Linked DNA regions of Ovis aries: regions 1 and 2 are each linked to region 3. A link is a contact called in public Hi-C data. All regions are on one chromosome and are shown on one strand. The core of a region is the stretch at or near the end of the contact, and the rest is flanking DNA. Distances in the headings are between cores, read along the strand shown. Region 1 has its middle 28 kb from the start of LRIG2. Region 2 holds the start of LRIG2 (leucine rich repeats and immunoglobulin like domains 2). Region 3 has its middle 51 kb from the start of SLC16A1.

The links. Hi-C and Micro-C count contacts between places; a contact is called where the count stands out from the background.
Region 1: a Hi-C map of liver shows a contact between it and region 3, with 7 times the contacts expected there. The contact joins two enhancer-like sites. A contact is called at or near these places in 10 of 16 Hi-C or Micro-C datasets (blood, hypothalamus, liver and 5 more).
Region 2: a Hi-C map of tail adipose tissue shows a contact between it and region 3, with 2.7 times the contacts expected there. The contact joins the promoter of LRIG2 here to the enhancer-like site in region 3. A contact is called at or near these places in 4 of 16 Hi-C or Micro-C datasets (blood, mixed tissues, muscle and 1 more).

The regions. Positions count from the first base shown.
Region 1 is chr1:90,435,036-90,439,561 of ARS-UI_Ramb_v3.0, reverse strand. No RefSeq gene overlaps it. Among named protein-coding and RNA genes, the nearest start is that of LRIG2, 28 kb to the left of the region's middle. Within about 2 kb of position 2,136, at least 30 of the 54 cell types and tissues checked have an H3K27ac peak or open chromatin away from gene starts, as enhancers often do. A contact at or near this core is called in hypothalamus and liver, where this site is marked.
Region 2 is chr1:90,462,085-90,466,602 of ARS-UI_Ramb_v3.0, reverse strand. It overlaps LRIG2 (leucine rich repeats and immunoglobulin like domains 2), which reads right to left and starts at 1,447. Exons shown (of 17, transcript XM_060412804.1): 1 at 982-1,447. The coding sequence starts at 1,220.
Region 3 is chr1:90,299,574-90,304,064 of ARS-UI_Ramb_v3.0, reverse strand. No RefSeq gene overlaps it. Among named protein-coding and RNA genes, the nearest start is that of SLC16A1, 51 kb to the left of the region's middle. Within about 2 kb of position 1,779, at least 38 of the 54 cell types and tissues checked have an H3K27ac peak or open chromatin away from gene starts, as enhancers often do. A contact at or near this core is called in hypothalamus, liver and tail adipose tissue, where this site is marked.

The DNA of each region.
Region 1 (4,526 bases), core at 887-3,386, 140 kb before region 3:
TATGCCCCTGGTACCTGGAGTTCTGGTCCAACTCCAGGCACAAAACTGCTCCAGAGATCCAACCTTACCCACCACAAAGTAGATCACTTATGAGAGATGAAACTGTCCACCAAGTACCATAACCACAAGGCAGGGTATAAGGTGCTTTGACTTTAATATGAATAGATAACCAGCATATATCTGGGGGTCCTGCAAGTGGGATTATCTGAAGATCTAGACGGGGCTTCCCAGGTGGCGTTAGCGGTAAAGAACATCCCTGCCAATGCAGGAGACATAAGAGATGCATATTTCATCCTGGGTTGGGAAGATCCCCTGAAGAAGGGAATGGCAACCCACTCCAGTATTTGCGCCTGGAGAATCCCATGGACAGAGGAGCCTGACAGTCCATAGGGTCGCACAGATTCTAACACAACTGAAGCAACTTACAAAAGATATTTGGTCCCAAGCAGACCAAAAACTGACGAGGGCATGGCAACCCACCCCAGTATTCTTGCCTGGAGAATCCCCATGGACAGAGGAGCCCAGCGGGCTACAGTCCATCACAAAGGCTCGGACACTACTGAGCAACTAAGCACCGCACAGACCAAAAACCAAGCAAACAACCAAAAGTTTACCTAAGACATGGTTTTGTTGAGGGGTTTGGTACTACACAGACTTACTCTGCACATGAAGATGTTTTTGGGAAAAGCCAGAATGTTCCGTGATACCAGAACCTTTTGGAAATTTTGCTGTTCTCATTTCACCCTCACCCTTCGTCTCCCACCGTTTCCTTCTCCTCCCTTCCTCCACTTCACCTTAACCCCTTTAGGGCAGTTTAAGTAACTTTCTAGACCAGACCCTCATGGGATCTCCCCAGCAGGAGTCCTACAGTCTATTGAAGTTCCAAGACTTGGGGATACAGGGGTGACGGTCTACTGGTACCCAGCTCCAGTCACAGCTGGGAAGTGGCAAAAACAAGAACCTGGAGGAAACGGGTCACTGCCCGTGCTTGGCAGGAGCAACTGCTGTGCCTGAGCTTTTATTCTGGGAACAAATCTTTGCTCTCTTCACCAGTGACCCACATGACCCATAATTCCCGACAGCAATAAAATGGGGCAATAAAGAAGGGCTGATTCCACATTTGCAGGGTAAGTGTTCACTCGTAAGAGAAGATGGAGAGACATAATGCTTTTGTGGAGACAAAAGGAAATGAGAGATTCTGAGAAAATGAGATTTTTCAAAAAAAATCTGAGGCTTGACTGACTCCCCCTAGATGCCCTCACTGGGGGAAAAAAAAAACAAAAACTTCTTTTGTAATCCCTCTTCCTATTTTAAACACCCCTTCTTTTCCTTTCAAGGTGAGGTAATGGGGAATGAGTGTCCACTGAGCCAAGTCAAGCTGAGAGCTTGGAATCATGGGAGCCGGCAGAGATCTTGGCAGAACTCGGCTATTTGTTGAATGGGTCCTAGAAACACGCACTGAATTGGCTTCTTCGTCCTTCCTGCAAACAAGATTGGAACAAGATTCATCTACTGCCTGAAGTGGTGACTTTGTGACCTCTTGGCCTTAGTCACGTCCTCTCTCCCACCCCAGCCCCAGGGACTCTCTCTTTTCCTTGGCTGCCCCAGAGTGCCAGAGTATTATTTATCCGTTGGCAGCAGAGGGCGATCTGTCCCTGGAGAATGACCGGGTCAGCTCCCGCCTCTCTGCGCGCACCCAGATCGCTAATGACTTGCAGCTCCATCAACATAAAGCTACCTCTTCACAAAGGAACATTGTCACCAAGCATTTTCCTTTTCATTCGTGAAAGCTCACTGCCTCAGCTAACCCCTTCCCCCTCCCTCCTGCCTTCAGGCTCCCTCGCTTTCCTCTCCCAACCTCTGGGAAGCAGCAGGAAATGAACAAGGTCCACAGTGGAGAAAAACAAATCCCAGGGCCCTGATGAGGGAAACCACAGGGAAATGACCAAGTGGCATTAGCAGCTATAGGCAGCTCTGTGTGTGTGTGTGTGTGTGTGTGTGTGTGTGAGAGAGAGAGAGAGAGAGAGAGAGAGAGAGAGAGAGAGAGAGAAAGACAGCCAGAGAAGGAATGTGTGTGTGTATCCAATACAAGTACTTGCTAAATTTCAGTATACAGAAAAATCATCTGGAGAGCTTGTTAAAGCGCGGCTTCCTGGGCCTCACCCAGGAATTCTGATTAGTAGGTCTGGAGAGGGGCCCAAAATTTACACTCTTCACACTCCCAAGATATTTTCATGCTGCTAGTGGTAGATCACATCTTGAGTAGCACTGTTGTACACCAAATGCAGTAAATAGACTCTACAGATCTGAGTCAGGGGCTTTTTTGAATAAAATCCTGATAAGGTGAATTCCCCTAGAACAGTCCAGATCCTTCCAAATCCAGGCCAGAAGATCTTATCGCTCAGCCTCCTGCCCTTGCCTCCCCTTGGAAAAGGATCAGAGACTTTATCAAGCAGAGCATTGTTTGGAGGGGGATGAGTTCAAATAATAGGCTGGTTCTCCATTAACTGTTTATCTCATCCCCCAAAGCAGGAGAACCCCACAGGCCCTTGCTTCACAGTAGGCAGGGAATGGAGATTCTGTCTGCATGCTGTATCTACCACGGCTGTGTTCAACAGCTTGTGGCCCAGAGGCCTCTGACCCCTACCTTCAGCATCCTTCAAACTTCTCTATAGTTACAGAAGTTTGTGGAATAAGCTGGTTATTCTCCAGATAGCTGAGCACTCAAAGACACTTAGAGTGTCTTAAGGAGAGCCACTGGCTTCTGTTTCTGCACCAAAAGATAACAAGACAGAGAAAAGTCTAGCAAACCCAGTCCTAGTCCTTAAGGAGCAAATAGGCTAATTGGAGAGAAAGAAATGTAATATGTAAGAGCAAATGTACCAAAATGAGCAGAGAGATAGCAAAAACAAAACAAAAAAACAACCTTGAAGCCATCCGAGGAAAGGGAAGTCATCCTAAAACAGAGAGATTGCACTGAGATGGGAAGGGTCAGTATGAGTTCACCAAGGAGACAAAAGGTCAAGGGTAAGAGCCATCGCTTGGGATGGGAAATGCTGAAATATAAAAGGCAGGCTGGGATGAGGGTCCTCTTTCAGAGCACCTGGTATTTCAGCCCACTTTGGGCATTTATCACCACTCCGGAACCAAAAGGGAGACCAAATGGGAAGATTAGTTTCACAAACTCCTGTTAATAACTGTCAGCAGGAAGTACTTTCCCCGCCAAGACCTTCTCTCTGCCCGGGAAGACACTGGTTGGGGTTGGGGCCGATCTTCCCTCGGGAGGCCACGGTGCGAGCCAGAGATCGATGGGTCTAGAGGACTGATGCTCAGCTTCTTTGCGTGACCCTTTACTTGGCTCTGGCAGCTAAAGGGCTAGCAGCTGACTGTGCCAGGCTATAGCAGATTAGCAAACGGGCAGAAACCACAAAAGAGCCCAGAAGATCGGTTTGTGAGCACAAGAAAGCCACTCCCAGTGACTCCAGAATGACTCAGGAAGATCACGAAGGAGAGGTCATGTTGTTTAAAGACCCTGGCGGCGGCGGCTGCTGACTCGCGTCGGTCTTGTGCGACTCTGTGCGACCCCACAGACGGCAGCCCACCAAGCTCCCCTGTCCCTGGGGTTCTCCAGGCGAGAACACTGGAGTGGGCTGCCATTTCCTCGGAGTAGGGAACAAAGAGCCTTGCTTGGTTAGTGCTACCATGACCCAGTTTCTTCCCCTGGGCTCATGAGGGGGTCAATTAAAATAGAGACCCGAAGGGCTGCTAGGGGTTCCAGCATGGTAATCCTCTAAGAAGGGTATAGGACCACGGATAGTTTTGAAGGACTCAATTCCCAGGCCCACTGTGTTCATTCATGTTCTTCCATAAAGTTGGCGTGCCTCAGAGGGCATCTGCCACCCTCGTTTTCTTTCCCTATCTCTTTCGCAACTGCCCTCTTGCCATTTTACAGGGGAAAAAATTCCCTCTCCCTCTTCCCTAATCCTGTTAAATGATGCATTCATTGCTCTCGGGTATAAAATCCTCTGGGACTTCAAAGGGACAATCCCACAATTATTTTAATCCAAGGAACCATAAACACCTCCCCATTTTTTCCATCTCCCGAAGAGACAAATTCCTAATAAAATATCACTTCTTAAGAAGTGAAATAATGCTGACATTTCACTTCTTAAGAAGTGAAATAATGCTGACTAATTATAAAGATTTGTAATATCTGTTGTTTTGATAAATGCTACTACTAGTAACAGTACTATTTTTTTTTTAATTAGAAGCTTCTGTCATTGGAAATATTTTTAAATGAATGTCAATTGATGTGTTTTTTCTGACAGAAAAGTATGTATAACAGAGAATTAATAAAATATTTTGTTACCAAATTATATTAAGACAAGGTTGGGACTTCCCCGGTGGTCCTATGATGCAAGGGGCCCAAGTTTGACAACTAAAAGATCCACAGTCTGCAACTGAGACCCGGTGCAAACAAATAAATAAATAATACATTTAAAAAATTAATTTCATTTATTTTTCTG
Region 2 (4,518 bases), core at 198-2,697, 160 kb before region 3:
ACCAGCAGCCCCTCGAGCTATTCTTAGTCACACCTCAAGCTATTTTTCATGTGTGTGACAGGACTTTTTTCAGAGATGACTCTATTACAAGTCTGTCAATTAATAAATACATTGTTCAGTTAGTGGCAGGAAAATAACTGTATGTTAGTGGTTAAGAAGCTCCATAATTGCAGCATTTAATATCTACTGTTGTTCCTAATGCCATCAGGCTGACTCAGACTAATGAACTCTCCAGGTGCCACTGTCTAACACAGGCCTGTCAAGATCAGCACTCAGCAGTGGTCTCCAGAAGAATTCATCCAACCATTGTACTTGCTTCTTATACATAAACAGTACTGATTTTTAGGTTATTTGCCACAAGGAAATGCACATCACTTAATTCTGTCAAGGATAAGCCTTCTTCTTTACAATGACTCTTAAAGTAGAACAAAAATGCTATTTATAAAAATGCTTGTTCAAGGTAGTACTGGATGTAGTAACACAGTAAGTTTTAACCCAGTTAAATATCAAAAACAGCACAAAACCTGCCAAAACGTGAACGGCAGCCAAAAAAAGAGTAGATAAGTCTTTACGATAAGGATATAAAACCACATACCTGGGGATCATTCAAGCTGATGCATTGGATGATGCAGCCCAAAGTGGCCGAGAAGCCCCAACCATTCAGAGCCAATGCCGGTGCCCAGAACCAGTGAACCCTTAACAACATCCCCGCCCCAACTCCTCCCAGCCCAGGAATCACATACTCCCTGGTCCCAAGAATTTTAACTGTGGTTTTCATACAAGTCTCCAGAACCTTAACAGCAGGATTTCAGGCTCCCACCATCCTCCCCAAAAGTTCACAACACCGCAATGGCATTTCCCAAAACTTAGGCTCCTGGCCGCACCCCCAGGCCAGGCATCTCTCTCCTGCCCCTCTGGGAGCTGGAGCACCCACCCACTCTCCCCGCTTTCCTTTGGTCCCCGCCCAGCAACTCTACTCACAGGCTGACGGCATCGGGGGGCAGCGAGGTGGACAGCGCCCTCCAGCTGGGCGCTGGTAGTTTCCTGCGACTGCAGTCCAGCACCGGGATGCGGCAGGAACAGGGCACGGGGCAGAGGCCTGCACGGGCGGCTGGCAGCAGCAGCACCACTGCCTGAGCGAGGAAGAGCAGCCGGGAAAGCAATCTCGACCCACACTCCAGCAGCGGCTCCTCCCGAACGCCTTGGGGCGCCGGCGCCATTTTTCCCTACTCCCCACCCCCCCGGCCTGGACCCAGCGGAGAACAGCAGCCAGCCAGGAAAAGCAGCTCGGCGGAGACGTCTGGCGGCTGCGCGACCACCCAGAGAAACGGCTGTCGCCTGTACCCTCTAAAGGCAGGCAAGGGGCGGATACACCGCGGTAGCGGGGGCGGCGGCCGAGGACACAGAACACAGGCCCTGTGGTCAACGCTGCTTCGCCCCGCCCCACGACGCAACGTCTTCACGCACAGGAGCCAACCAATCGGTGCCACAAGACGAGGCGCGTCGGGGCGGGACTCCACGAGGGGAGGTGTCGGAGACAGCTGGCTCCTTAAGGAGGACTTTAAGGTGTCCAGAGTTTAGGGGCGGCCCCTGGAGTTCCACTGCCGTTTCTCCGCTGGAGGGCGCAGTGGCTCCTTAGGAGGGAGTGAGGGCAGAAGCGCTGAAGTCTGAAGTCCTGATTTGTGATGTATCCACTATGGTACTAGAAAAGGATCTTTAATCGTCTCTGGGCATCAAGTAAGGGGAATGGCAGAAGAGGCGCCTCCCGAGTGGCAAACACTAAGGGGGTGCGGGAGCTTTCATGAGCCCACTGGGCTCCAGAGCCAAGCTTGGGCCTCCTCTGCAAGTCCTGCTCGTCTATGGCTGCTGCAAATGCAAGGCAACTCCCAGTCTCCTAAAAGGAAGCTCCATCGCTTGGTGGACTCTTAAGCTCGTCAGAGCAGACAACCTATTTATTCATCTGTGTACCTCCAGCTTCTGTTCTGTCTTGGAGTTCAATAAATGTTGATGGGGCCACACTTGCAAGGCATGTATTTAAGGAAAATACTCCTCTTTCCTCTGATTCGGAGAATGCTGTTGTGTATTTACACTCAATTTCACAGAAGCAAGCAGAACGTATAGATAGAGACTGTTGAACTGTCAACAAAGAAAAGGCTTGGGTGTGGAGGAATTTTTTATTCTAAAGCAAAGGCTGTGGAAAACGTAACAGGAACAGTGAAGTCTGGCCACCTTGTTAGTGTGAATTCATATGACCAAGGCACAGTAAGTCCAAACAACCTGAAATGTGAGACTTTGGAGAAGAGAAAGGTTTATTGCAGAGTCATGCAGAGAGACTGGTGGCTCAGGCACATAAAAAAATCCCCCAGCTCCTGAAGGGTTTTAGTAAATAAGTAAGTGTTAGTCGCTCAGTCGTGCCCATCTCTTTGCGACCCCATGGACTGCAGCCCACCAGGATCCTGTGTCCATGACATTTTCCAGGCAAGGATACTGGAGAAGCCATTTCCTTCTCCAGGGGATCTTCCCGACCCAGGGATCGAACCCAGGTCTCCTATACTGCAGGCAGATTCTTTACTGACTGACCAATGGCCAAGTGAGGGAAGGGGTCACAGAGTTTGTGATCAACTCAGGCACAGTTCTCTGACTGATTGACAGTGAGGTAACAGGGTGGTGTCACCGGGGTTAACTTTATCACTCCTTCAACTCCAGGAGGCCTGGGGCTATGTGCTCTAGGTCATCAAGTAGTTAATATCTTCCATTTGGTGGTGGCTTTTCACATTGAGGAGATACCCCACATTTGAGGAGATAACCCACGTCCAAGGGCAAAGGAGAAGCCCCAGCAAGATGGTAGGAGGGATGAAATCGCGTTTAGAATCAAACCCCATACCCACCAGAGACACTCAGAGGGTTCAAACAAACCTTGGGCACACCAGGACCCAGATAACCCACAGAGACTGAGCCAGAACTATGTTTGTGTGTCTCCTACAAAGGTATCAGTCAGCAGCGGACTGCTGCAGGGGCAGGAGCTCTGGGTGCAGCAGATCTGGGTATGGCATAAGCCCTCTTGGAGGAGGTTGCCATTAACCCCACCATAGAGCCACCAGAGCTTACACAGGACTGGGCACTGGGCACTGGGCACTCTTGGAGGGCACAAACAGAACCTTGTGTGCACTAGGACCCAGGAGAAAGGAGCAGTGACCCCCACAAGAGACTGACCCAGACTTGCCCATGAGTGTCCAGGAGTCTCCAGCAGAGGTGTGGGTTGATGGTGGCCTGCTGCAGGGTTGGGGGCACTGAGTGTAGCAGTGTTGCATGGGACCTTTTGAAAGAGGTTGCCATTATCTTCATTATCTCCGCCATAGTTTGGCCTCAGGTCAAATAACAGGGAGGGAACATAGCCCCATCCTTCAACAGAAAATTGGATTAAAGATTTACTGAGAATGCCCTGCTCATCAGAAAAAAAAAAAACCAGTTTCCCCCTCAATCAGTCTCTCCCATCAGAAAGCTTCCATAAGCCTCTTATCCTTATCCATCAGAGGGCAGACAGAATGAAAACTGCAATCGCAGAAAACTAACCAAACTGATCACATGGACCATACCCTTGTCTAACTCAGTGAAACTATGAGCATGCCATGTAGGGCCACCCAAGATGGACGGGTCATGGTGGAGAGTTCTGACAAAATGCGGTCCACTGGAGAAGGGATTGGCAAACCATTTCCGTATTCTTGCCTTGAGAATCCCATCAACAGCATGAAAAGGCAAAAAGATAGGACCCTGAAAGATGAACTCCCAGATTGACAGATGCCCAATATGCTATGGGAGATCAGTGGAGAAATAACTCCAGAAAGAATGAAAAGACTGAGCCAAAGCAAAAACAACACCCAATTGTGGATATGACTGGTGATGGAAGGAAAGTCCGATGCTATGAAGAACAATTTGCATAGGAACCTGGAATGTTAGATCCATTAATCAAGGCAAATTGGAAGTGGTCCAACAGGAGATGGCAAAAATGAACATCGGCATTTTAGGAATCAGAGAACCAAAATGGACTGGAATGGGTGAATTTAACTCAGAGGACCACTATATCTACTACTGTGGGCAAGAATCCCTTAGAAGAAATGGAATAGCCATCATAGTCAATAAAAGAGTCCAAAATGCAGTATGGTTGCAATCTTAAAAACGACAGAATGATCTCTGTTCGTTTCCAAGGCAAACCATTCAATATCACAATAATCCAAGTCTATGCCCCGACCAGTAATGCTGAAGAAGCTAAAGTTAAACGGTTCTATGAAGACCTACAAAACCTTCTAGAACTAACACCTAAAAAAAGATGTCCTTTTCATTATAGGGGACTGGAATGCAGAAGTAGGAAGTCAAGAAATACCTGGAGTAACAGGCTAATTTGGCCTTGGAGTACAGAATGAAGCAGAGCAAAGTCTAATAGACTTTTGTCAAGAGAACACACTGGTCATAGCAAACACCCTCTTCCAACAACACAAGAGAAAACTCTACACATGGGCA
Region 3 (4,491 bases), core at 530-3,029:
GAAATGAGGCGCCTAGAAAGATGAGGTGTACAGAGCCAGGGCCAGGCCCCTGGGGAGACGTCTGGAGCCTCGCTCTTGTTCTCCCTCCCCCATAGGGTGTCTCCTGGCACCTCAAAGTCCTGCTCATCCAGAGGACACCTGTGACTTCCTATCCCTCCTCTTCCTTTGACTGAGAAGTTGCAGGACTTTCTCCTCTGCTCTGGGACACTGCCTGGGGCCTCAGCTTACTGGCCAGAGGCTCCCACCCTGGGCTTAATTTCCACTATAATGCTCTCAAATTCTGGGCTGAGGCTCTAGGATACAGCCCACAGAGCACTTTTACACGCAGTAGCTGTGACTGGTGGGATGGGGAGGAGCCTCCAGGTCCCCCTAGCTGTGCCCCCAACCCCCTTCACCCCCATCCCCCATAGGGGAGGAAAAATAACTTTCCTCAACTCTTCTGAGCTCTCAACTGAGACCTCTGTAAACAAAAAGATAAATAAGAAAGAAACCGAAGTTTATTCACATATACTTGTACACCAGGGAGATACCCAGGAGAAAAAAATTAACTCTCCCAAGGGGCCTAAGCTAGCAGTTTAAACACTACCTTCCGCCAAAAACAGAGGAAGCAAAGGTGAGAGGGGGTCAGGGAGGAAGCCAGTTCTGGGAGATTACCAGGAAAAGCAGAGTAAACAAGGGGAAGGATTGTTATGTAGATTTAAGTAAACGCCCTTTCCACAGATTTTTATAATTCTGTGATTTATAGTCAACTTCTCCACCCACTGGGGGAGACACCCTCGCAAATGGAGATTTCTTTTATAAATGCACATCTCTCTCAAAAGAGTCATTTCTACTGTTTTTCAGAAGCTTCCTTTGTCTGTAGTTGCTGAAAATAATCAGCTCAAAATAATCCTTCTGCCCTGGAGGCGTATTTGAGATGGCCTATTCTCCCACTCTTCATACCCTCCTCAAACCTGGGCTCCCTGCCACTGGTTTTAGGAGAAAAAAAATGTTCTGGCCTAAAGTGAGGTCAGCAGGGTTTCTCAGGTCACAGACCTCTGCTGGGCTATTGCCCTGGGGCACAAGTTAGTAACACCAAGTCCCTGAGCAGCAGGAAGAGGCAGGATCCAGGTCTGGCAGCAATGTGGCATGCCAGCGTTGGGTGCTGAGCCACACCACTAGAAGGCTTGGTGGGGGAGGGGGTGTCTGCAGACCCACGAGGAAGGCCCCAGTCCTGCTGGGCCAGACTGAGGGAGGTGTCCTCCACAGGCCAGCAGTCAGGCTCCTCCCTCCTCTTTCACACCCGGGGCTCCTGAGGGGGAAGAGTTCTGAGTCCTCAGCAGCTGGATCTTGCTGCAGGTTCCTCTTCCTGTTTGTGCCAGCCTCAGAGCCTAGGGAAGCAGGAACAGCCCCTCTCCGCGCCCTGCTCCCACTCTCCACTATATTCCTGGGGAAAACACACACCCACACCCTCTAACCTAGATAGTCACTCCCAAGCAGCACATGCATACCACACACCCCTCAATAAACAGCAAACGCCCACCCCGCCCCCCACAGGCAGCCTTGATGGAGACTCCCATGATTTCCTCCCAGCCTGAAAGCCGGCTCTGTTTCCATTCGAATCTCACACCGACTGTCTTCAAGGTTTGACCACACAAGAAACCTGAGGGGCCAGTCTGTAGGTGGACAGGATGCGCTCCTCCACCCTACTTTCCTCAGAAGGCCTCTCCCGGGCTACTCTCCTTTCCTGTCCCCAGCCCATCCTGGCACGCCCGGCCGCCACCGCCGCTTAGATGTAGCAGCGTGGGGCGCCCTCGTGTGGGCAAGGGCAGACCTGCAGCCCCACCGCCAGGGTCCCGGGCTGCCCTCCTCCTGCACCCCAACTGCCCTCCTCCGGGAGCCCCTCCCGGGCTGTCCCACAGATGTCAGGGCTCTGCACTGCCCACGTCCACTATTCCAACTGGCCTGCCTCCAAGCTACATTCCCTCCTTTTACCTCTGAATGTTTTCTCATTTATATTTTCAAATTCAAAATTCTACGCATTTTAAAACCTAGAAGTGAAGTGAAAGTTGCTCAGTTGTGTCCGACTCTTTGTGACCCCATGGACTACACAGTCCATGGAATTCTCCAGGCCAGAATAGCGGAGTAGGTAGCTTTTCCCTTCTCCAGGGGATCTTCCCAACCTAGGGATCAAACTCCAGTCTCTCACCTTGCAGGCGGATTCTTCACTGAGTCCCAAAGGAAGTCCAAGAATCCTGGAGTGAGTAGTCTATCCCTCCTCCAGCGGACCTTCCTGACCCAGGAATCAAACCGGGGTCTCCAAGACAGCTGTTAAAACCTAGACAGGTTTAAAAAAAGCAGAGACATCACTTTGCTGACAAAGGTCTGTCAACTACAGATTGGCACTTGCGCAGATGGCTGCCGATGACTGAACAACAAGGGCATTCGCCGTCTGCCTCTGCGGAGACGAAACCCTGCAAAACTGTTGACCTTGAGCACCCACTGAGGGAGTTCAGGGTGGAGTAAGGCACTCTGTGCTCAAGGGAGTCTGGTGGCACAGATCTTCAGATGGATGTTTCAGGAACAGATCTTATGATCCCAATCCTTGCATGTCCTCATATCTAGAAAAGCACTAAAACCCTTCATGGTGACATCAGGTCCTCGTGAATAGCAACAAACTTTTTATAAAATAAATGCTTAATGGTATTGAACTCCCTCTTCACCAAAACCTTATATGTTGACCTTCCCCCACTGCCGCTTTGGAGCAGTCTCTCAGAGCTATCTGAGGTGCTGCCTCGCAGCCTGCAATCCTCATTCTGCCCCAAATAAAACTTAACTCACAACTCCCAAGTTGTACATCTTTTTTTAGTCGACAGGTCTATACAGTCAAAGCTATGGTTTCTCCAGTAGTCATGTACGGGTGTGAGAGCTGGACCATAAAGAAGGCAGACTGCTGAAGAATTGATGCCTTCAAACTGTAGTGCTGGAGAAGACCCTTGGACAGCAAGGAGATCAGACCAGTCAATCCAAAAGGAAATCAACCCTGAATATTCATTGGAAGGACTGATGCTGAAGCTGAAGCTCCAATACTTTGGCCACCTGATGCGAACAGCTGACTCAATGGAAAAGACCCTGATGCTGGGAAAGATTGAGGGCAGGAGGAGAAGGGGCACGACAGAGGGTGAGATGGTTGAATGGCATCATCGACTTAAGAGACATGAGTCTGAGCAAACTCTGGGTGATAGTGAAGGACAGGGCAGCCGGGCATGCTGCAGTCTGTGGGCTCGCAAAGAGTTGGACATGACTGATTGAACAACAATGCATTTTAAAAGACATACGATAAGAAAGATACATAAGATACGAAACATGATACATCCATAAGATAAGAAAATACTATCTATAAAACATAATAGGGTTAACACCCATGAGGCTGCAACCCAAGAGAGGTGAAATATCAACAACCAGCATCTTCCTCTGTGTTGCTCTTCATCCCATTCCCTTTCTCCCCAAACGAGAAGTAACCACTGTCCTAAATTTCATATTTTCTCTTGCCTTTTTTTTAAATCCCAATTTTCCTTTTAAAATTAGCCATTTGAAAGTGTATAGTTGGGGTTTCCCTGGTGGTTCAGTGGCTAAGAATCCACCTTGCAATGCGAGGGACACCAGCTCGATCCCTGGTCCAGGAAGATTCCACATGCCTAGGAGCAACTAAGCCCATGCTCCACAACCACTGAGCCTGAGCCTCTGCGCTAGAGCCGGCAAGTCGAAACTACAGAGCCTGCATGTCCCGGAGCCTGCGCTCGGAAGCAAGAGAAGGCACCACAGCCAGAAGCCTGTGCACTGCAATGAAGAGTGGCACCCCCAGCCCTGCGACCGGAGAAAACTCTGGTGGAGCAGTGAAGACCAGCACAGCCAGAAGGAAAAATAAATTGAATTTTTTTTTTCTTTAAGTTCTTGCGCTTAGGTTCCTGATGCATTTTCAGTTGGCATCTGTCAGGTTCTGCTAACGGGGAGCACTGAAGAAAAAGGGTGGAGGAGTGAAGAAAAGGCTCCCTTTATCTCCATCCCTGCTGGTTCCTTCCAGCGATTCTCCAGTGGTGGCACTTAACCCCAGCCTCCAGTCCTTTCTTCTTTCCCCTCAAACCTCTCACTTCCTCTCAGAGGCAGCAGTAGGTGGGGTCCTCGGAGGTCAGAGTTCCACTTCCTTAGAGCTCTTCCTCCAAGCTCCTGCGAAGTCTATATAACCCTCTCCTGACCCTTTGCTTCTCCACCCTTTGCTTCTCCAGAAAGCAGGGAGCTGCTTTCTGACTTTTATTAAGGGACGAGCTCAGCACGCCCTGTCTTCTTTCAGCCCTCCGGGGCATCTGCCAACAACATGCTGTATTAACTTCTCTAATTGAAAGTGTAACTTCTGCTTTCCAGACTGGGTCCCAGCTGATACAGTGAATATGCCATTATCTGTTCACCCATTCACCTTTTGATAGATGCTGGCACTGTTTCTAATCCTACTGT